3 separate regions of the Mus musculus genome follow, and regions 2 and 3 are each linked to region 1. A link is a contact called in public Hi-C and promoter capture Hi-C data. All regions are on one chromosome and are shown on one strand. The core of a region is the stretch at or near the end of the contact, and the rest is flanking DNA. Distances in the headings are between cores, read along the strand shown.

Region 1 (4,915 bases), core at 770-3,269:
TACTAGCTCCTTCTCATTCTCTGCCTCGCTCTGTTTTTATCTGTGTCTGACTCGTTCTCTCTTTAACCTTTCTTTGTAAAATTCTTCCAGTAAAACTGCCTCCTTTTTTTCTGGCTCTCTCTGTGTACTGTTCTCTCTTAAGTAGCTTCTCTTTCCTCTCTCTTCTTCTGAGAGTTGGGCATATCCTGTTTTGTCAAATCTTTTTCTGATTTGTCACTTTGTCTGTCACTCAAACATCACTTTTAAACATAAAGAGTTTCCTTCTACAAACTAACTCTAGCTTTATTGTTTGGGATTAAAGGTGTGTACTAAGGGTGTGTCTGTATTCTGGGCATAGGGTCTAAAGAATTGTGCTAATGGTGAGCCACACCACAACTAGAAACAGATTTTTTTTTCCCCAGAAACAATCCAGTCTCCCAGTTCACAGTGTGATCAAATATCCTGCAACAGAGGATTGCTCCTGAGAGGCAGTTACAAATGACTCCTAGGTTTGTGGCTTGAGTGATTAATGGGTGGTAATGCCCAGTGTTTAGAGAAAGAAAAGAACAGGTTTAGGCAGAAGATGATGTCTGTGAGTCATGTCAAGGAAGAGGTGTCTTTTAGATAGTCAGATGGAGAAGAGCAAGAAGTAGGCGGAAGACAGATGAGGCTCCGGGACAAGTGTGACTACAGATACCAGTTTGGAAGGATCAGATGCCAGAAGCATTTCTCAAAGTGGTTGTATCCCAGAACAGAGTGCTTTGGGAGTAGACTCTAACACCTTAGTTTGTACTTGACCCAAATCAGTAGAAGTCTATTCTACTGCCAGTATTTTGTAGAAATACAGTATTTTGTAGAAATCAGTAGAAGTCTATTCTACTGCTAGTATTTTGCCATAGCAATGGGTTATACACTGACTCCAAAATTTACCTAACAACTATTTTTTAAAAGATTTATTTATTTTGTGAATATGAGTGCTCTACCTGTAGAGCTAGAACATGCACACCTGTGTTCCAGAAGAGAGCATCAGATCCCACATGGTTATGAGCTGTCATGAGGTTGCTGGGAATTGAACTCAGGATCTCTTAACCGCTAAGTCATCTCTCGAGATGTTAGTCTTTTGTTAGTACCTTCCCATTTGAATCTGAAGAAGGTACTGACAGTCTTTTTGTTTGTGGTGCTGGCTCATCCCAGTTTGATGAAAAACAAAGTGAAAAGTATTCAGTTTGGCAGCACATGTGTTAAAATTGGAACAATATAGGAACTGGAGAGATGGCTCAGCGGTTAAGAGCACTTATAGCACCTGCAGAAGACACAGGTTCAGTTCCCAAAACCCACAGGGCAGCTCACAACCATCGAGCTCACAACCATCGGTAACTCACGTTCTGTAGGATTAGAACTCAGTAGGCACACAAATTATATATATATATATATATATATATATATATATATATATATATATATATGTATATGCAGATAAAGCACTCACACTTATAAAATAAGTTATTTTCAAACCGTTTTTTAAAAAGTGGATTGACACAGAAAACAAATTAACATGGTCCCCACACAAAGGCGAACGGCACAATCAAAACCTTCCATATATTTGAAACTCATTACTTTATCTATTTAGAAAAATTAGTAAAAATAAACACACACATGCCAAATGAGAGGAATGGATTAAGATGTTTGGGAAATGTTCAATGGAGAAAATCTCTGTCTATATTCAGGGACATTTAAAATAAATTTTCTGGGCGAATAATAATTACAAAGTGACACTTATTAATCGCTTACTCGCTGTGGCTACGACAGATATCACCGCTTTTCTTGGAGGATACAGGTGCTTCATGTTCATGTAGCGTGGTTAAGCACAAACCTCCCCTGCATAGAATATTCACATACCATCAAATTAGAAAAGGAAAATACGCTCTCTCGGCTCGGCCCCTGAGGGACTTCCGGCACGTGGAACCTGGGTTCCGGGGCTGCCGTGGACGCCCGGAGCGTTTAGGTGGAACTCCCGCCCTAGCGACGCGCGCCTGGTTGCTAGGGGCGGAGGCGCGGGAACCTGTGGAAGCTAAGGATGCCTGCTACCCGTGCTTTCGGGCCTCGGTGCTAGCCCACCGGTGGGTATGGAGCCCGAGGTGGGAGAGAGGGAGCATCGGGGGGCATCTTCGCGCTCTCCCCAGCGGTAGCCAGCCACCCACCCGAAGTGAGGAGGAGGTCTGGGAGGGTATGTGTAGGACCTGGTTTCACCTGCTTCCATCTTGGCGTAATCCTCCCCTGGCACGTGCACATGAAAGTAAGCTTTAGCAGTTCAGATAATGGACAGGAGTAGGAGCATTTATAATCTGAAGGGCCAGAAAGAAAACAAACAAGACAACAAAGAACTGCACGCTGATGGTCCTCAACGTTGGGAGTTCTGATCTAGCGCCGACCCTCAGTGAGACCGGGTGTCTTGTAAATCCTCTTACTGTCTGAATCTTTTCCTTTACATTATCATTAGAGTCAAACCAGTCCACCTCCTATAAGCTTCTGCGAGTCGTTTGTTAATCTTTGAACACTGGTGTAGATGTCTTAGTCACAGAGAGTATAGGTTAGATAGACATCCATGTGAAAGATTTGGGAAGAGAGCGTGGATTTAAAAAAAAAATCATTTATACCAGTTGGGAAGTGGCAGTGCATGCCTTTAGTCCCAGCATTGAGGCGGTAGAAGCAGGCAGATCTCTGAGTTCTTGGACAGCCTGCTTGGTCTACAGAGTGAGTTCGTTCCATGACAGCCAGGGCTACACAGTAAAACCCTGTCTCAAAAAAAAAAAAAAAAAATAATAATAATCATGTACACAACTAGCGCCATGTTAAAAGTCTCAGTGATCATACTTGCTAGGCCAGAACACATACACAGAGATTTATTAAAAAGAATATATCACAAGAAAAGTCAGGCCTAGTAGGCACATTCTTAGAATAAACCCGAGTGGGAAGAGTTCTTTTCGATAACAAGTCACGGGGAACTTGCTCAGTCTTGTGTGATTCATGGTAGGTGAAGAGGCAAGGGGCATCTCACTACCTTGCTAAGTAGTACATTTTACAGCGTCATTTCTTCAATATTTGGGTTAATACTGTGTCAGACTGCAAATGTTTGTATAAGACATCTCAAGTCACTAGGATCATATGAGAGGTTTTTTGTTGTTGTTGTTGTTGTTTTGAATCTTTGTGTGTGTGTGTGTCTACAGACAGGATGAGAAAAGTCTACTGAAATAAGATTCATTTCACTCAGTTCTGCCCCCATGACAGCAAGTTAGCTCTATGGATCACAGTTGTATCAAAGGCTATAAAGGAATTGTGTACTACATAACCGAAAGAGGATTTTCTGAGCTCTATCTAATGTAGGCCTTTGGAAAGCAGATTTGGACAGAGACAGATCAGGGGTTCAGATGTAGATCTGCTTCCCCCAGAAACCCACAGGGCATCCAGAGCCATCATGACCTTTCAGCACCTTTCCAAGTGCTTCCAGCCTTTGTGGGTTGAAGCAGGGTGATGAGCCTTCAGAGATATTTTTTGGATGGTCTTGTTAGGTAGTTTAAAAAGACCATTATTTTGAGGTCTGGTCACATGAGCCTGTGAGGCAGGAGGATTTTGAGTTGGAGGCCAGCTTGGGCTATACAGAAAAAGATTTTGTCCCCAAAAGACAAACAGTCAAAAACCACAGAGTGTTATGTTGTACCCTGTAAAGAGCTTCTGGCTAATCTTGCTCTTTAATTTAGGATGCCATCTCTCATGCAGCAGAGAAATAGATGTGTAGTTAACATCATGATATACTCTGCTCTATTAATAGAAAATTGACGTTCATATAATCTTGGAAATTTGTGTGCTATTTCTTAACGAGGAAAACTACAGTAATAATTTTTTTCAATTAAACGAGGCTCCTATTTACACTTGTAAATCTCTCTGGTGCAAACATATGCTTAGACAGAGGGGAGATTAACTTAAGCGTCCTTTCGTTAATTACAGAGATTAGGAAGTGGCTGTCTGACTTGTTTCCGAAGGCTGAATGAACTACAGATCATCAAATACAGCAGCTCACCAAGAAGATCTGGTTGCTTTGGGGGTAAGTAATGCCAAGTTACCCTTCCTTCCACTCCCCAGCGAAGATACCCACTAAGAATCCAGTTGGTTTTGAATACATTTACAGCCCCCGTGGTTTCCAGTGACCTAGATCTCGGGCAATACCTGTTTGCAGTTTGATGACAGTGTTAAACACAGGTGAAGCTGGCAGATGGGCAGCTCTGCATATCTATAAACAGTACATATCTTAGAGTTTCTGGATGCCGTCCTAGAACTTTTCCTTTTAGTCCATCACATGGCCTATCACAGAACATCCTAGAATGTTTGAATTAGAAGAGACTGCAGGTTCAGGAGTTTGCAACAAATACTTTTGTCATACTGTGTAAGCCATTTGGGGTTAAAAAAAAAAAGATCTTGGGGCTAGAGTGATGGCTCATTGGTTAAGAGCACTGACTGCTCTTCTAGAGGTCCTGTGTTCAATCTCCAGCAACCACATGGTGGCTCACAACCATCTGTAATGAGATCTGATGCCCTCTTCTGGCACAAAGGTGTACATGCAGATAGAGCACTCATACATAAAATAAATAAATCTGATTTTAAAAAGTCATTATGGAACACATAATGTTCTGGTCACGTAAAAGTCATTTAGTATTGTGCTGCTGCTTTAGGTAGGGAGGCTGAGGCAGGAGTGGGCCACTCCAGGACACAGTAAGCCCTGAGTGAGCTGAGGCAGATTCCAGAACTCTAGGCTACACCCTCCACTCTCAGCTCTGCATTGTGTCTGTGAGCTGTTCTTCTTTCCAGGATACCCGCCCATGTACTTCCTCAGACAGTGGGAGGGAAGTCTCTGGGAAACTCTGTTTTTAGTGGAGGGGAT
Region 2 (4,915 bases), core at 1,377-3,876, 160 kb before region 1:
TGTCGTGAGGATGTTTCAGGCCTAATTGGGATGACGTGTGTAGCAAGGGATCATGTACGTATCATGCATGAGCAGAGAGGATATGCAGTAAATACCTAATTTTTGTAGATGTAGTGGTGAACAAGACAAGAGAGAGAAAATCGGACATAAGAGTATAGTTCAGGTGGCTCTTGTCCTTAACTGGCTTCTTCTGGGCACATTAAGTATGCAGCCACACCTCTCCAGCTCTGACCCTGCAAACACGCACTTAGGCACCAAACCCAGCACCAAGGGACTTCTCACTCTTACAGCCTACATCCTATCTCCCAGTGAAATTTCTCTCCCACTGAAGCAAGTGGGAAGGTTGATAGGCTGAGGCCCTTAAGAAAGCTCTCCACAGAGAGGCCCAGAGTGATGTCAGCAATCCCAGGGGTGTGGGAGCTGAGCTCTACGAGGGTAGGGAGAGGAAAGGGCCATGGTGAGGGCTGTGTGTGAGGTGCTCACAGAGGCTGTGTGAGGACAGAGGCTGGGGATGCAAGGAAAGTTAAAAGTTACATTTAGTTGGCTATGAGATATCCAAGCTGGTCAGATAAAAGGAGGGGCAGGGCTCTGGGCCAATGACAGCAGGCCACTGACTCCAGAGGCCCGCCCCTTAGAGCATAATTTAAGATGCCTTCATTCCTTCATCTATCCTTGACTCCAATGTAGCTGATTGCGACAGGCTAAACTGTAAGCCAGGGTGGCTTCTAACAAGAAGATTCACCCAGGAGGCACTCTAAGCCACGCCACAGACGAGGTAACCGAAAGGACTATGCCTCGGTGGCTGGAACAGAGTGGACTATTACCTCTGCCATGGTAAAGCCACAAGCTGAGCCTGTAAATGAGAGAGCCGGCTTAGCACAATGAGTGGTCCTGGAGAAACCTACTAGGCTGGTGAGTAGCTGGCCGAGTCAAGGGACTAAGAACTAGCAGAGAGTCAAGGTCAAAGTTAAAGTCAGAGAGGAGTGGAGCGAGGCTTCAGCCACCCATCACTGTGTGGGCAGCATATGAGCAGCGAGTGATCCATCTCCCTGGTCAGTCTAGGAGGGCAGACATAGAGCATGTGGGCTTGTTCCATGACAGCCCAGAGAATTAACCGACCTCAACAGAGACGACCACTGGCTTCTGTCTGTCTGTCTAGTTTCTGTCATTGCTTCATAAAACCTAAAGGAAGGAAAGCCAGGGGATTTTTCTTCCCTGGGGACCCCCACTCCTCTTTCCAGTTTTGCTTACTTTCCAATCTTTCTGAATAATGCTTATATCCTGCTTTTCCATACTTTCAAGCGGCCATATCCATTATTAACCTTCTTTGGCCTAAGACAACAAATGCAGAGCTACTGTCCCAGGCCAATCCTTAATGACTGACTCCTCCACCATCTCATGCCCTTGAGTCCTATACAACAAGACAAGTCACCAGTCAGGGGAGGGACAAGCACACAGCCTCCCTGGGGAGCCCTCCTTAAAGAGACAATACTCGTGTGGAACATAGGTGTCCTGATCTGCTTGCTTACAACAAAACACAAGCAAAGCCAACTTCCGGTGTTAGCTCCAGTTGCCCAGAGTGTCCAGGAGGATAAAGCTACAAGGAGCTAACCTCAGACCCTGCCCTCTGCCCCAAGCACGCACAGACCCACTGCTCAGATGGTAAGGGTGATGAGGATGGCAGAAGTCACCAGAAGCCAGTGACAGAGCTGGGGCTGGATACAGACTTCCGATGTCCAAGCTCTCTGACCTTTCCACTGTGTGGGTGAGGGATGTCCTCCCAGCTAGAGATAAGCTGGTTCCCAGGAAGAATGACCTATCCCTTGACCCCTGTGGACAAGGCTAGAGCTGGGGGAGGGTAATGGAGGGTGGCCATAGACTGAGCTCTCAGAAGGGGGTCTGGGCTTGGGTTCTTTATAGAAAGACTCCAACATTCCTCTAAGGATTCTCTTTGGCTAGACTTTAATCTTCAGGGTTGCTTATCTCAGCTGGGATAAACTGTTATCTTTTCTCCTCCTGGGATAAACAATGAGATGTCTTTTTAGAGACTAGAGGTATGCTTTGACCATACTAATGATCAACCTTGAGAGAGAGAGAGAGAGAGAGAGAGAGAGAGAGAGAGAGAGAGAGAGAGAGAGAGAGAGAGAGAGAGAGATTGTAACTAGCCGGTAAACAAGAGCTGGGTGACCTCTCCATAAGGCTTTTGGAAGAGTTTCAGGTCTCCACCCTGAGGCTGTCTAGTGCTCCAAAGGAAGAGAGAAAGTGAGGGAAGGAAACACAGCTGGTTTCCAGCAGGGCTGTGCAGGTCTTACCTGGGAAGTCTTGTTCCTCCCCTCATACAGCAGCAGCTCCTCCGACAGCAGGAGAGTCCGGGCAGGGTTACAGAGATCTAGGGGCTGAAAAACTAGTCACGCTGAGTGGGATGCAAAGGGCAGCTTGCCAAAGCCAGAGCAGAGGAGAAGACAAGACTGCCTGCCCTCCTCCTCCCTACCCCTGACCCCACGCACCCTCACGCCCCCGCCCGCCCGCCCGCAATGGAAAGAGAAAGACTCTGCTCTAGCTCGGCCCAGCCAGGCCTGATCAAAAGAGCTGCTCTCTCTACAGGAAGTTCAGCCACAGGCTCAGGGCCTTGCAGTTCTCCCCTGATGTCCGCCCCCACCCTGGGGCTCCAGCACTCAGCTCGCCTCCATTCTGTGTGTGCCTCAGAGGGAGGTCTCTGCTGTCAGGCCCACGAGGCATCTTGAGGGCCCTATGCCAAGAGATATGGCCACTCAAGTCTCTTCAAGGCCAGGCGGATCCCCGCCCTGCTCAGGTCCCAGGCTGAGCCAACTGACTCCTTCATCTCAGCAACTGATTCCTACTCAGACTTCTAGTCCCACCACCCTGTCCTGTCCGATTCAAAGAACGTGCCCAAACTCTGCCTGACCCTCCTCAAAGGGACACCTGTCCTTGGGAGTGTACATTTATCACACATCCCCCCCCCCCACCACCAAGTCCCTGACCTTAAGCAAGGGATGTAGAAAGATGACAAGATAGGCATCAACTGTGTACTACAGCTCGGATGAAACTTCAAACATAGGCTATGCATAAACAGATGGGGAAATCTGACAGAAAGCAGAGGGAGGTCAGTCATCAAGCAAGGTGGGGAGGTCTCTGGTGGGAAGGGAGCGCGCCGTAATATGGAAGAGGTGGGACAGCGTCTGTGTGGACAGCATCGATGTGGACAGCATCTATGTGGACAGCTACCGGCTATTCGGTAGGTATTCACTCTGATTCTCTGTTTGGCATATGTAAGTCTTAAGCCATTCTTATCTTAAGTCTTTCTCCCCCACCCCACCCTGCTCCCCACTCTTTCTTTTTTGGCAGGGTTTCTCTGTGTAGTCTCAGCTTCCCAGCTGTCCTGGTACTCATTCTGTAGAGCAGCTGGCCTCTGCCTCCTAAGGCATGCACCAACCACTTTCTGGCTTGAGTGTTTCACAGTTTAAATTTTTTCAGTTTTTAAAATTTTAAAAACCAATTAAAACTGGGAATGGTGGTGACACATACCTTTAACCCCAACACTCAGAAGGCAGAGACAGACTGATCTTTGTGAATTCGAGGCCAGACTGGTCTACAGAGAGGTTGAGGAAAGCCAGGGTTATATAGATACCCTTTCTCCAAAATACTAAAAATCAAAACAAAACAACAAACCCTCAAAACATAATTTACAAATTTAAAAACTGTACTACTCTTATAGGTGTGTATGTGCAAAAATACATAATATGTGGAGCAGGCATGTACACATACACATATATACACGTGGGAGTAGGCATGTATGCATGCGTGTGCGCGCACATACACACACACACACACACACACACACACACACAGAGACGTATATGTGGAACAGGCATGTGGATGCAATGGGTGTGAAAGTAGGAGGACAACTTGCAGAAGTCATTTCTGTCCTTCTGCCATACAGGCCCCAGGGATCAAATTCAGGTTGTCAGGTTCAGCGGCATGCACCTTTCCCTACTGGGGTGGCTCACCAGACTTAATTTGTAATAAAAATTAAAAGACAAAACCAAAAATAACCAGGCAGGTAGCACGCACCTATGACCCTAGTCCTTGGGTCACTGAGGACGGAGGATCGAGTTGGGCCATCCTGAGCTACATAGTGAAAGGCTGTCTACAAAGCCAAGGACTGTGGGCATAGCTCAGTGCTTGTCTGGGGACAGCACGAGCAAAGCCTTGGGTATGGTCCCCAGCACTGCAAGAAAAGGGAAAGTGTGTGTGGGGAGGGGGTGGAGAACAACATGGTGGGGAAATAAGAGCTTCTTACATTTAAAAAAATGTGTGAACGACCTAAAGGGCCATAAAGTGATATCCAAGGGGCAGAATAAATAAAGATCTGAGAGGAAAGAAATACAGAACATGTTTACTACCTATTCACCATGTGAATAGGCTGTCTAAGCTGTTAGTCCCTTAGTATTTTGGCCACAGCAGCAATAAACACAGACATTCGAGGATCTTTGTCTAGGATATAAAGTCCTTTGCTCAGTAGTAGCATGACTGGGTCGTATGGTAACTATCTACTTATTTTTTAAAAAAAAACAAGCTCATCTTGAAAATGAGGTATATACATTCAATGGTCTTATATCCAGCCATAAAAATTTAATTATAGCATTTGCATAAAATGGGCAGATCTAAAACATATAGTATATGCTTTCTCATATACAGAATCTAGCTTTCGATACTTTTATTTTATGTGTGTGTATGTATGTCTGTGTGTGTGTGTGTGTGTGTGTGTGTGTGTGTGTGTGTGTGTAGGTATGAGCCATAGAGCCAGAAAAAGAACCACAAGAGGAGAGGAGCGTTGTTGAGGAAAGAGGGGTATAGAACACAGAAGACACAAGGGTGGAAAAGACGTTATGAC
Region 3 (4,915 bases), core at 1,231-3,730, 140 kb after region 1:
ACCTGTGTTTGTTGATTGAGTATTTGGATCAACTTGGGAAATATTGATCATCTTACTGATGATAACTGTTGTTTAAATATCAAACTGTTAGCTTTTTTTGTTTGTTTGTTTTTCAAGACAGGGTTTCTCTGTGTAGCCCTGGCTGTCTTGGAACTCACTTTGTAGACCAGGCTGGCCTCGAACTCAGAAATCCACCTGCCTCTGCCTCCCGAGTGCTGGGATTAAAGGTGTGCGCCACCACGCCTGGCCAAACTGTTAGCTTTTATGACTATATGTATAGTGCTTTTTTCATATTTTAAAAATGTTATTTAGCAGTTCAAGATTTTATTGAAATCAAGTCTACCAGGCTTTTCACTTTTGATGTTGTGCTTAGAAAGCATTCCCAGGGCTGGAGAGAGAGTTCAGCAGGTAAAGTACTTGCCATGCAAACCTAAGTAGCTTCCCAGTACCCATGTAAAAGCCAATGCAGTAGCTTGTACCTGCGATCCCAGCTCTGAGGAGGCCCTGACAGAGGGATCCCTCCAGCCTGCAAGTCAGACAAACTAGCCAATCAATGTGCTCTAAGTTTGGTGGGAAACCCTGACTCAAAATTAACATAGAAAGTGAACCCATTGCTGACCTCTGACCTCAGCATATACATAAGGACACAAGTGTACCCTCCCTATATACATACATGAACACATAAACACACACATACAAAGGAAAAGCATCTTCATTTTTGTACTTTAAAAGCATAGCATTATGACTTTCAGAAATATGATTATTTTTTATTTATTTAGATCTAAATTTTTAATCCATAAGAATATAAAGTAACTTAAGCCTTTTTCAATGATTAACTTGTTACTGATAAAACAATTCTTTCTCAAGTGAACTGAAATATATGATTGATTGACTTTTGAGATTTTTTTCATTTGATATAAAATGAAAAAAGATATAAAATATGCTCTGAAATAGGCTTTATATTTTAGAGTATTGTCCTCCCCAACCCCCCGGAAAGATGTAAAATATAACATTTTAAATGGAAGCTTACTGTTTTGTAATTGTCTTCCTGGTTTCTATAAATGAAATTTGAATAATATAGTTCATTAAAATTATTTTTATATATAATTAACTAAAATTTAAATATAATTAATTAAAAACTAAAAGTTACTTTATTGCATAATAATTAAAATTTATAATGAAAGAATATATTTAGAAAAGGGGTATTTTCCTTATATATTGCTTTATAAACTGACTTTTAAACTTAATGTTATATCATAAATGCCTATGTGAATGTCAATAATATATGTAAAGTGTATTGCTTTAAAGACAACTAGGTGGCCTTCTCTCTACCATAATTCCCTTTACTCTCCTGATAGACATTTAAGTTGATTTAGAATTCAGTAATTATCAAAAAGTGGGCTTATTTTCCCAGAAGACAATATTTGGTGCTGGGGAAAGCTCTAAAGTATAAGAATAATCCAGAGATGACAGCCCTTGAACCACAGCACAGCAAATTATAGTCATATGACTCATGTCATATGACATCTTGTCTTTGCTTGAAGCAGGAATACAGGGCAGCTTTGCTCAGAGTTAACAGTTTTGGTTTTATGAATTTTTAAGAATCTTTTAATAGTGAGAGCTAACAGCTGGGTGTGGTAACACACACTTTAAGCTCATCACTTTCAATTAAGGCAGAGACAGGAGGATCTCGGAGTTTGAGGCCAACAAGTCCCCATAGCAAGTTTCAGGACAGTCACGATGCATAGAGAAACCTTGTCTCAAACAAACAACAACAAAAGACTTAGGACAAGCGTCCTGGACAGACATGACCAAGCCAGCATGCTAGTGAGGTGCAGTGACTTGCTCTGCTCTGTCCAGTTTTCTGTGGGTGCTCTGAGGTCTGAGACTGCTTGGTGGAAGAGTTGGGTAGCTGATGGTGGTTCTGTAGGATTATATTAATTATTTGATATGATTTATAGGAAGAAGATCTCTTACTCTTGCATAATTGAGTTCTTCCTTTGTACAACTCATATCCCTGACAACTGGCTTTCTGCCTGCCTTTCCTTCCTCTTTCTTGACTAGAAATCCTGTATTGTGAGCCGAGTTAGAGACAGGCAGCCTCTGTCTTCAGCTAAAACCTACACATAGTGATCAACCCTTGTGTTTTTTTCAGGATGCAACTGTTCTGCGAGGAGCTGGGCAGTCCCTTGTGACACCATCTATCCAGCCTTCTCTTCAGCCAGCTCATCCGGTATTACCACAGATGGCCTCACAGGGTAAGAAAGGAACCTTGATAAGGCTCGGCCCTTGAGTTGAATCAGTATTTTCATCTGTGTTCCTTAGATTATTAACTAGTATTGTTAGTGCTGGGGCCTGGGTTAGGGGCTAAGACTTGTCAGTTTGTCTCTGAGTAGAACACTTGAGGCTAAGATGTATGTCTGCTGTGTTGCTTTGCCCCTTTAGGAAGTCTGTGCTCAGCTGTTGAGACATCTCCGTATGTGTTGTTTTACACTCGTGTCAGCTGATGGGATCTGAGTCAGATGAACAAGAGAACACTGTTTCCACCTTTGCTGGGCTGCCCATGGGCTGCTTTGGGAGGAAAGTGGTCTGGTTTAAAGCATGGGAATGTTGGGTGCCAGTTCAGACTTACAAGTGTGAAGGAAAGTTCCTGGAAAGAGCCCCACATGGCACTGAACCTTCTGCAAGGCTGGCTAGCTGATGAGAACGTCAAGAATTGTGAAGAGGCAGGGGTCCAGCAGGTTCAGACCAGTTGTAATTTATCTTGGGCTATCTTTAGCACCCTTAGTTGTTTGATAAACAAAGTTTCAATCTTTTGATTTGACCAGTGAAGACTTGGGAGCCAGATGCTGGGGTGAAAGCATGCTAACTCAGAGGCAGAGAGAACACACAGCTGACCTTCCTTCTCAGGCTATGTCTTAGAAGGAATGATCCCTCATTCCTCCCAACTCACCATCTCAAAAAACCTCCTTCAGACTGAATGCCCCTCCCTTCTACTTCCTATGTATCTCTCTATCTGTCCTCTTGTCCCTCTTATCTAATTCTGTGTTCACTTCCTGTCAACTGGTTGCTTGCTCTGCCTCTTGACCTGTTATTAACAATAGTGGTTTTTATTTAATCCTATTTACAGTATTCAAGCAGAAAGTTCTTGGATTAAAGGTGTGTGCTAAGGCTGGGCCATACCACAACTAAAGCCATCTTTTGGGTTTTTTTTTTGTTGTTGTTTTTTGTTTTTTAGTAAATAACACAATCTTAGGTTCACGGTGTGTCAAACATCCTGCAACACTTAATAGCCGTTTATTGCCCCTCTGTGTATGTAGCCTAACACTATTAGGTAAATCCTTTGGAATGTACAGAGTACTAGCCTCTACCAACTAAAAGCTAAGAACGTGGTCAGATAGTATCTGAGGCCATAAATGGATCTCCTGACTTCCTGGAATATGCCTCCCTGATATTTTTAAACCACTGTATTTAAAGTGTCTAGGTTTGTGAGAACTTCATGAGTCTGTTTACTGTGTAGGAACTTGGGATGTGGAGTAACCTGAACCTTTGGTTTCATGACATGCTCGCACATACTTGGCTCCAACATAAATGATCTCTTATCTCCTTTGAGGTGAGAGTTGTGATTTTGCATTGACAAAACAAGCAAGGATGGGTAACAGTAAAAATACCTTGATTTGTCTTAGCACCTCAGCCATCTGGTTCTGGGCTCCAGACACCCTCTGCTGCCTTGATGCAAGCTGTGTCCCTTGATTCTCACTCGGCTGTATCTGGAAATGCACAGAACTTCCAGGTAACTGTTTTTTAATTAATTAATTTTTTTTTGTTTGTTATTTTGAGAGAAGGTCTCACTATGTAGTCTTGGCTGGTGGTATACACACACAAACACACACACAAACACACACACACACCCAACGATCAGGCTGGCTTCAAACTCTCAGAGATCTGCTTGCCTCTTGCCTCCTGAGAGCTGGGATTAAATGCACCAGCACATCCAGCCCCCAGGTAGCAATAGTATTTTAAAACTCTTTTAGGCATGAGATATAATTTATGTTCTTCTTATATGAACACAGATGATCCCTCTCTCCTTTTTACACAGCAGCAGTTCTCCAAGTCAAAGCTTGTCATTTCCCTTTCCCTAAATTACTGCTCTGTTGTCTCTAAAACCACACAAAGTTTTCTGTTTGCAAGTTTTTGTGAAGATTAAGTGCAAGAATAAGCAAAGTACTTATTAAAGGCCTGGGCCTGGCACCTAGCAAAGTTCCCACTAGTACACATAGGATAGCAAGAGCTGTCTCTCCTGCCCTACCCACCCTGGAGGCGATTCTGAGTGGAGATGTGGGAGCCATGGTGGGCAGGCTTTGCTCCACTAGGATAAGGGGAATCAAAACTGAGAAAAGGCTCCCACGGTGGAAAATCCCTCTGCCACAGACTAAGATTTTTTTTTCTAGTAATTAATGTTTGGGTTGTTATATTGTTCTTGGAAATAAACTAGTGTTTCTATGGGGAAAGAGTGACTGTTCTTAAAATGATAGTTGTTGTTTATTGAGCATTTATTTGCCTTGTGCCAGGCACTTAATCTGGCAGTTCTTGGGGGCTTCACCTGTATTAATTAGCTCATATAATACAGCAAATATAATTTGCCTGTGTCATTTAGCTCATATAGCAGATTCCCAAAGCTTTCATCTTCCTTTCACAGTTGCCATACTTCAGTTCAGAAAAACAAGAGCTCTGGTCACGCAGATAAGCAGGATCTAGTACGTGGTGGCATACGCCTGTAATCCCAGCATGAAGGACTGGAAGCAGGAGGATCAGGAATGCAAGGGTATCCTCAGCTATATAGCCATTTTAAGGCCAGCCTGAGCTACATAAAACCATGTCTGAAAACACAAACAAACAAAACAGAATCTAGAGG

The links. Promoter capture Hi-C pulls out the DNA fragments that hold promoters and counts their contacts. A called contact is a pair of places that touch in the nucleus more often than the background predicts.
Region 2: a contact with region 1 is called in a Hi-C map of Th1 cells, with 1.5 times the contacts expected there. The contact joins the enhancer-like site here to the promoter of Wdr31 in region 1. A contact is called at or near these places in 2 of 484 Hi-C or Micro-C datasets (CD8 T cells and Th1 cells) and 3 of 9 other capture datasets (adipose tissue, liver and pancreatic islet).
Region 3: a promoter capture Hi-C map of neutrophils shows a contact between it and region 1, with 2.1 times the contacts expected there. The contact joins the enhancer-like site here to the promoter of Wdr31 in region 1. A contact is called at or near these places in 5 of 39 promoter capture datasets (3T3-L1-derived adipocytes, the HPC-7 cell line, hematopoietic stem and progenitor cells and 2 more) and 4 of 9 other capture datasets (adipose tissue, embryonic stem cells, liver and 1 more).

Annotation. Positions count from the first base shown.
Region 1 is chr4:62,468,003-62,472,917 of GRCm38.p6, reverse strand. It overlaps Wdr31 (WD repeat domain 31), which reads left to right and starts at 2,019. Exons shown (of 11, transcript NM_023597.3): 1 at 2,019-2,099; 2 at 3,985-4,081.
Region 2 is chr4:62,631,927-62,636,841 of GRCm38.p6, reverse strand. It overlaps Rgs3 (regulator of G-protein signaling 3), which reads right to left. Exons shown (of 16, transcript NM_134257.3): 7 at 2,313-2,396. Among named protein-coding and RNA genes, the nearest start is that of Rgs3, 15 kb to the right of the region's middle. Within about 2 kb of position 2,626, at least 90 of the 459 cell types and tissues checked have an H3K27ac peak or open chromatin away from gene starts, as enhancers often do. A contact at or near this core is called in CD8 T cells, Th1 cells and liver, where this site is marked.
Region 3 is chr4:62,326,691-62,331,605 of GRCm38.p6, reverse strand. Fkbp15 (FK506 binding protein 15) reads left to right here. Exons shown (of 28, transcript NM_001045528.2): 13 at 2,156-2,258; 14 at 3,687-3,793. Among named protein-coding and RNA genes, the nearest start is that of Fkbp15, 31 kb to the left of the region's middle. Within about 2 kb of position 2,480, at least 43 of the 459 cell types and tissues checked have an H3K27ac peak or open chromatin away from gene starts, as enhancers often do. A contact at or near this core is called in adipose tissue, hematopoietic stem and progenitor cells and neutrophils, where this site is marked.